2 separate regions of the Hordeum vulgare genome follow, and region 2 is linked to region 1. The links are chromatin contacts, called in public Hi-C maps. All regions are on one chromosome and are shown on one strand. Each heading gives the region's core, a stretch centred on a gene start, on an enhancer-like site or on the middle of the called end of the contact. The rest is flanking DNA. Distances are from core to core; before and after follow the strand shown. Region 1 holds the start of LOC123444563 (helicase-like transcription factor CHR28). Region 2 has its middle 35 kb from the start of LOC123440334.

Evidence for each region. Hi-C and Micro-C count contacts between places; a contact is called where the count stands out from the background.
Region 2: a contact with region 1 is called in a Hi-C map of leaf, with 4 times the contacts expected there. The contact joins the enhancer-like site here to the promoter of LOC123444563 in region 1. A contact is called at or near these places in 3 of 6 Hi-C or Micro-C datasets (leaf and seedling) and 1 of 1 datasets of contacts at active chromatin or transcription factors (embryo).

Annotation. Positions count from the first base shown.
Region 1 is chr3H:509,740,960-509,744,205 of MorexV3_pseudomolecules_assembly, reverse strand. LOC123444563 (helicase-like transcription factor CHR28) reads left to right here and starts at 1,717. Exons shown (of 14, transcript XM_045121331.1): 1 at 1,717-2,069. The coding sequence starts at 1,926.
Region 2 is chr3H:509,851,238-509,854,483 of MorexV3_pseudomolecules_assembly, reverse strand. No RefSeq gene overlaps it. Among protein-coding and RNA genes, the nearest start is that of LOC123440334, 35 kb to the left of the region's middle. Within about 2 kb of position 1,558, at least 3 of the 3 cell types and tissues checked have open chromatin away from gene starts, as enhancers often do. A contact at or near this core is called in leaf and seedling, where this site is marked.

The DNA of each region.
Region 1 (3,246 bases), core at 468-2,967:
CATCATAAACGTGATGTAGCATATATACAATACAGACTTCAACTACAAGGAGATTTAGCACTAGGCGGACTTTATCTAATCATCACGTGTTTCTTATCGTTACAAAAACTATTTTTTACTCTTAGATCAACTCCAACACGACGATCCATTTTGTCCATCGCCGCTCGTTTAGATGAAAAAAATGTAATGGTCCAACGAGTGGACCCATTGTCAAACGCTTCCGCGTTGACCCATTTCTGATCCAAATTTGCGACTGTAATGCTTCGTCGCGGACGCGCCCGCCCTCTAGGTGTCCGTCCCAACTACCTATAGTCAACATAATTAATGACGGCCACCCTTTACGGGTCCACGCGTCAGCGGTCGCGGTCAGCCTTTTTTAATCCGAACGTGCGATGGGGTTCGGCCTCATCTGGTTCCAGCCCCTCGTCCCCATCTCGCCACCTCTCTGCTCCCTCGTCGGCGACCAAACCCTAGCCAACACCCATGGCCGCGCGAGGATGAAGAGCGACGCAAGGCCGAGAAGGAGGACGCGACATACGAGGCGCAACTCACGGAGGCCATCGCGCCGTTCATCGCTGGCGACTGCACCATGCCCCCTCAGCTGAAGACCGAGCCGTAGCCGGAGGTCTACTAGTGGACCGTCTGCCTTCGCGAGTGAGTCAGCGCGTCGCCCATCTGGTTGGGCGTGACATCACAGCAGGAGGCAGCCTACCTCCAGCATTGGAGGGCGTAGAGCCTCGCGGAGGAGGACACCGACGACCAGCGGCAGATGGAGCTGGAGCGCCGATTGGAGCAGGAAGCGGAGGCGGAAAGGGTGGAGAGGGAGGAAGAGGAGCGCGCTCGTGCTGCGCTGCCGCCGCCACCAGCGACGCCCGCGCCGACGCGACAGACGACGGAGGCACAACCCGCCTCGAACATCAACGTCGTTTTGAACACAAAGTTTCCCTGGGCCGGCCCTGCGCCGACGCTGATCGACCTCACCGCCGCGACGTCGACAACGACGACGCCTAGGGTAGCGCACTATCTCGTATTTTATGTTTAATTAATGTAATGGAAACGTGTGGACTCTTGTCAGCCTTCGTGGCCGTCTTTTATGTTTGACTAATGTTTATTTTTATTTAAAAAATGGGCGCATATTTTTTCGCACGTCGTCAACATGAATTGGACCAACGTTGGACACATGCATTAACCTAAACACGAAATCAGACTTTTTATCCGTTGAATCAAGCCAAACGAACAAAAATCGGACAAATGCACCGTCCTTTTGGCTGACGGTGTTGAGCGTTACCACTGTCTCCCATTTCCCAGCAATGTATATAGACACCCGATCCCAATTCCATCATTTCATTTCATCCACGAGTCGAAAATACACCTATCCCGGGTCTGTCCTGAAAAAGCTGCGCCACGCGCACGGTTCCGTGTGGCACACGGGGCCGGGGCCCGGGCCCCGGTCCACGACGACCCCGAAGCCGGGCGTCCCTCGGCTGAGTCGGCTCAAAAAGCCGAGCCAAAGTCGGTGGCTCCAGAACCGGCGTCCGGTCCGCGGCTCCGTCCGTCCACCGCGTGGTGCACATGCCGCGAATTTACTCCACCCCCACACAAACCCGAACCCGGCTTCTGTACCCGGCCATTCCCAAACCCCCCCCTCCCCCGACGCCGACCCTTTCCTCGGTCTCGCTTTTAAAAATCCCCCAACCCGGAACGAATTTTTCCCCTTCCTCTTTTCCACCAGTTCGACGCGGACGGCATCTCTATTCTCTCCTCAGCCCACCGCAGCGCAGCCGCCCCCCACCCCCGCCACGATTAAAAACGAGGGTGAGAGAGAGAGAGAGAGAGAGAGAGAGGGAAAGGGCTCTCGTCCGGCGGAGAAAAAAGCAGGGGCCCTCTCCCGCGGCGAATTGCATGATCGAATCGCGCCGGGGCGGATGATGGCGGAGGAACCGGCGATGGATTTCGACGACGGGGGCTACGGCGGCGCCGAGGACAACCTCTCCATGCCCCTCGGCGACTTCATGGCCTTCCTCGAGAGCGAGCCCGCCGACGACGGGGCGGAGGACCCGCGGCCCGAGGTGCGTGCGTCGCTTTTGCCGCCCCGGCCTTGCCCTAATTCGCATCTTAGCTCGGACCGCCCGGATCCAATTCGGCAGCCAGGGTTGGCCTTCCCCCGGGCTAGGGTTTTGGATTTCGTCGGAGCGGACGCGTACGAGTGTTTGGGATGTCATGCTCCTTCTACATATCCGCAATTCGCGATGTGTAGTGTCCTAGTCGCTTAGACTCTGGGCCTTTTCGAGTGAGATGTGTGTGAGCCAAGCGTGATCAAGCCTTGAGCAAGGGATTTGGTGCCACTTTTCAGTTTGGGGGAGTTGTTTTATTGTTTCCCCTACTAAATGGAATGCTAAAAGCTCAGTTATTGCATGTGATGCAATTAAGTCATACCGTCTATATATGTGCTTGTTAAATACTGTTTGGAAATGACATCCATCTTTTGATATTTGAGCCCAATCACATGAGCAATGATCATATGGTGCTGTCTTTGTCACTGGAGGCAGTTGACTTGAAGAGGATTAGGTCCTGGTGCATTGGATCCAAGTGTTGGATCATTGGCCTCGCCTGTGGTAGTACGTCAGCTGAGTTGATTGGGGTGCTGAGGCAAGAACTTGGTTGGAAGCAGCAAGTCTATGATGAGATATTCGGAGTAGTGCTGACTAGTTAAGGCGTTGATGATTGCAAGAGGATTATAAGGGTTGGGTGGAGTTGCATTGTTTCCTCCCTTTTCTCGTATTGTTTGGTATATCGCCCCCCAATTCTTAGTTACTCATGATCTCTAGAGTATGAGAAGGTTCAAGTTTTTTTTGCCGGCATTCAGCTATTTGCTGTCTTACCTTCTGGGGTGTGCTTATAGAGCAAAGGAGTTACACTCGATATTCTAAGCTGGCTGTAACTCTATTATAAATGAGATGAATCAGTTTGATTTAATTTTATGCGGGGTGATGGTGGGGATCTTGGATTCTTACTGTCAGTGACTCAGTGCAGTGTAATACACTAAACTTTCTATTATTCATTGGTTGTTGTGGTGAAAGGTGTTTCTCCAGTGTATGTTTGGGTTTGGATCAACATGTGACTTTTCAGAGCTCAGCTTGTTACTCGAACTACTTGATTGTGTGAAAATGTGACACTAAGCTGTTGGATGCTAGGGTTTCAGATTTCATCCACTGGTAATGCGATGGTTTGTTGTTGGATAATCAT
Region 2 (3,246 bases), core at 309-2,808, 110 kb before region 1:
TCCTCGGGACCGACACCAAACCCTAGCTTTCTCCCCCTCCCTCGGGCTCTCCGGCCACCGGCAACAATGGGGTGGTGGAGCACTGACGGCAAGGGGAAGGTGGCGCACGACCACGAGGCTGGGTGCTCGTTTGGCCGCCGTCGTGTCGCAAGCGAGGAGCGACGTTCTTCTCCTCCGCCACGGCCTGCTCCGGCAGCTTTCTTCGTTGCCCCTCCGGGCGCCCCGACGCGCTCTCGGCAGTACATCCATGCGGATGTGTGCCGCCGCTATTGGGAGACAAGGACGCCGCTCCCCTCGAGCGACATCCACTTGGCGAACAACTAGCACCTATCCGCCGATCGGGTGTTGATCCCGCCGATGCCAATGAACGGCCGTGCCCACCGCGACGAGATCTACCGCCGCCGACGCCTCCCCGACGACCTCCACTACGACCCGAGGTACGCCGTGGATCCCCATGTGGGACACTTGGTTCCGTGATGAGCACGACGTGCGGCGCACGACCTATTTTGACGGCCAACACACCAGCCCGCGGCGGGCACGTGCAGAGCGCCGGGCGCACCCTCCAAGCCCTCCGAGGTGCGCGGGCGTACGCGGGTGCGCGGCTTGACGCCGACCCCGTCGTCGTCGCCCTTTCCGTTGCCACCACCACCTCCTCACATGATCGAAGAGGAGGAGGCATGGCTCGTCCAGCGTGTCATGGAAGATTCCATGAACACGTACGATGAGCGCTAGTGGGAGGGGCTGGAGAATATTATGGCACTCTCCACGGCCGGTAACGTGGCCATCCTGAAGCTGGAGATGGCTGACGCCGTGAAGGAGCAGCCCGTGGCGGTGAAGGAGGAGGTGCACGAGGAGCAACCAGTGGCCGCGTTCCACCCGAACCTGATGACCCAGCCACAAACCGATTCGGATATGAACAATCCCATTGTCGTCGGATAGAATTCGGCTCAAACGGATGTTTAGATGAGGTGGCGCGGTGACCCCATCCTGTCCGCGTGCGTCCGTTTGGGATAAAACGGACAAACCAGACGGCCGAGCGCGCGGGAGCAAACGGACTTTTGTTCGTTTTGTGTTCGCTTTTGACCCATCCCGACGCAAGTTTGTGTTGCCTTTGGGGTAAAACGGACAACCGCGGACAACCGGACACGCGTGCTTGTCCTCCCCTGGCCCGCCTGTCGGTGCCACGGGCCTCCTGTTTCTATACCCCCCCCAACCCATGAAGCTGGCCTGACACGCGGTGGTGTATTTTATTAATACAGGGCGGACAGGTTGCGGCCCGGGCCTCCTTTTTCTGCCCCCCTCCACCCCACGAAGCTGGCCTGACACGCAGTGATGTATTTTATTAATATAAGGGGGACAGGATGTAGCCTCGCCCTGGTCACACGGCCAGCTCATCCGAGAACAGGTCCGGAATCTGGATAAAATGAACTTCCTTTTGAAATCGCGCGGTGAAGTTGGCCTAAGATGCACATCTAGCGAGGGTCCAACGACTCCAGAGTCCACACTCCACACCGAGCGAGAGCGCGTGGTGGTCTGGACGGAAGATGCTTGCCTACCGGCTACCGCCGTACTGCTAGGGTACAAGGCAGTAGCACTGCATAGTAGAGTAGTATTATAAAGCTCCCGTGTTGTATCCTGAGCGTAGATGTGTTGTCAGTGCCTGCTTGCAGTCGACGCGACTTTGCCCGTCTTGCGATACAAGACTTTGATGCTCAAACTGACCGGGAAACCGGGCAACAGCTTCGGCCGCCTTGCGCTGTTCCATCGACGACGACGGCGACGTTATCCCCGTTCTTTACACCGCTGGTGGTCCCGAAACAAGCATCTGTGTCGGTGTGTAGCCGTCGTTCCTCCTCCCCGGGAAAAGGATTTGTTATGATAAAAGCTCTCAACATAGATGACAGATCCCAAGGGAAAATGATTTTGCCTAGAGGCAACGGCATAGTACAGCCCGAGACCATTAACAGGCAGAATTTTGCAGAAACCTGTTGCTTTCAGGGCAACACCGGCCGCTGAAGATTCATTCATACGAGTGTTTGCTGCGCTCTAGACTTTTCAATAGGAATTGATGAAATCTGAAGAATAACGCGTTCACTGATAATGACTAGCCGATGTTCCCTCCCCGGCCACCGCGTAGGAGCAAGCGGAAAATACGCAGCGCAAACAGATGTGTATACGTGCAGCTTGCTTTTTTTACGGACCAGTTCCTCCGGAAATGCCCGCTGTTTCACCGCGCAATGTCAGGGCGTTGATCGCGGTACCGGATATCATCTTTTCTTCAGAGCAAGTACGCGGCTACCTGACTGTGTGAGGGGTGTGAACATGGCATATGCCTTTGTCTGTGGAATCCGGAGACTTTGCTTCCACCGGGGTCTGGTTCCAAATGATACGCCGGTAGCACTTTGCCAACGGCCGCGGTGACGCTGAACAGGGGAGGTGAATCAAAAACTAACAACCCCCACCGAATCAATCAGTAGCTCCTTTTGTCGACGGGATTAACCTAACAAATCAATAGTACGAGGGATATGAACGGAAAGTAAAGCCTAGCTACGGCGCGGTGGTAACATTCGGATGTAAGAGTTCAAGCCTCATTCGAAAGTGGTAAGTGTTGTAAATATGCACTAGAGATAATAATAAAATAGTTATTATATATTTCTTAATTCATGATAATTGTTTATTATTCATGTTATAATTGTATTAACCAGAAAATCGTAATACATGTGTGAATACATAGACCACAACATGTCCCTAGTGAGCCTCTAGTTGGCTAGCTCGTTGATCAATAAATGATCATGGTTCCCTCATCATGAACATTGGATATCATTGATAACAGGATCACATCATTAGGAGAATGATATGATGGACAAGACTCAATCCTAAGCATAGCACAAGATCGTGTAGTTCGTCTGCTAAAACTTTTATAATGTCAAGTATCATTTTCTTAGACCATGAGATTATGCAACTCCCGGATACCTTAGGAGTGTTTTGGGTGTATTAAACGTCACAACGTAACTGGATGATTATAAAGGTGCACTACATGTATCTCCGAAAGTGTCTGTTGGGTTGGTACGAATCGAGACTAGGATTTTTCGCTCCGTGTGACGGAGAGGTATCTCTCGACCCACTCGGTAATACATCATCATAATGAGTTCAATGTGACTAAGAAGTTAGCCACGAGACGATATGTTACGGAACGAGTAAAAAGACTTGCGGGTAACGAGATTGAACAAGGTATAGGGATACCGA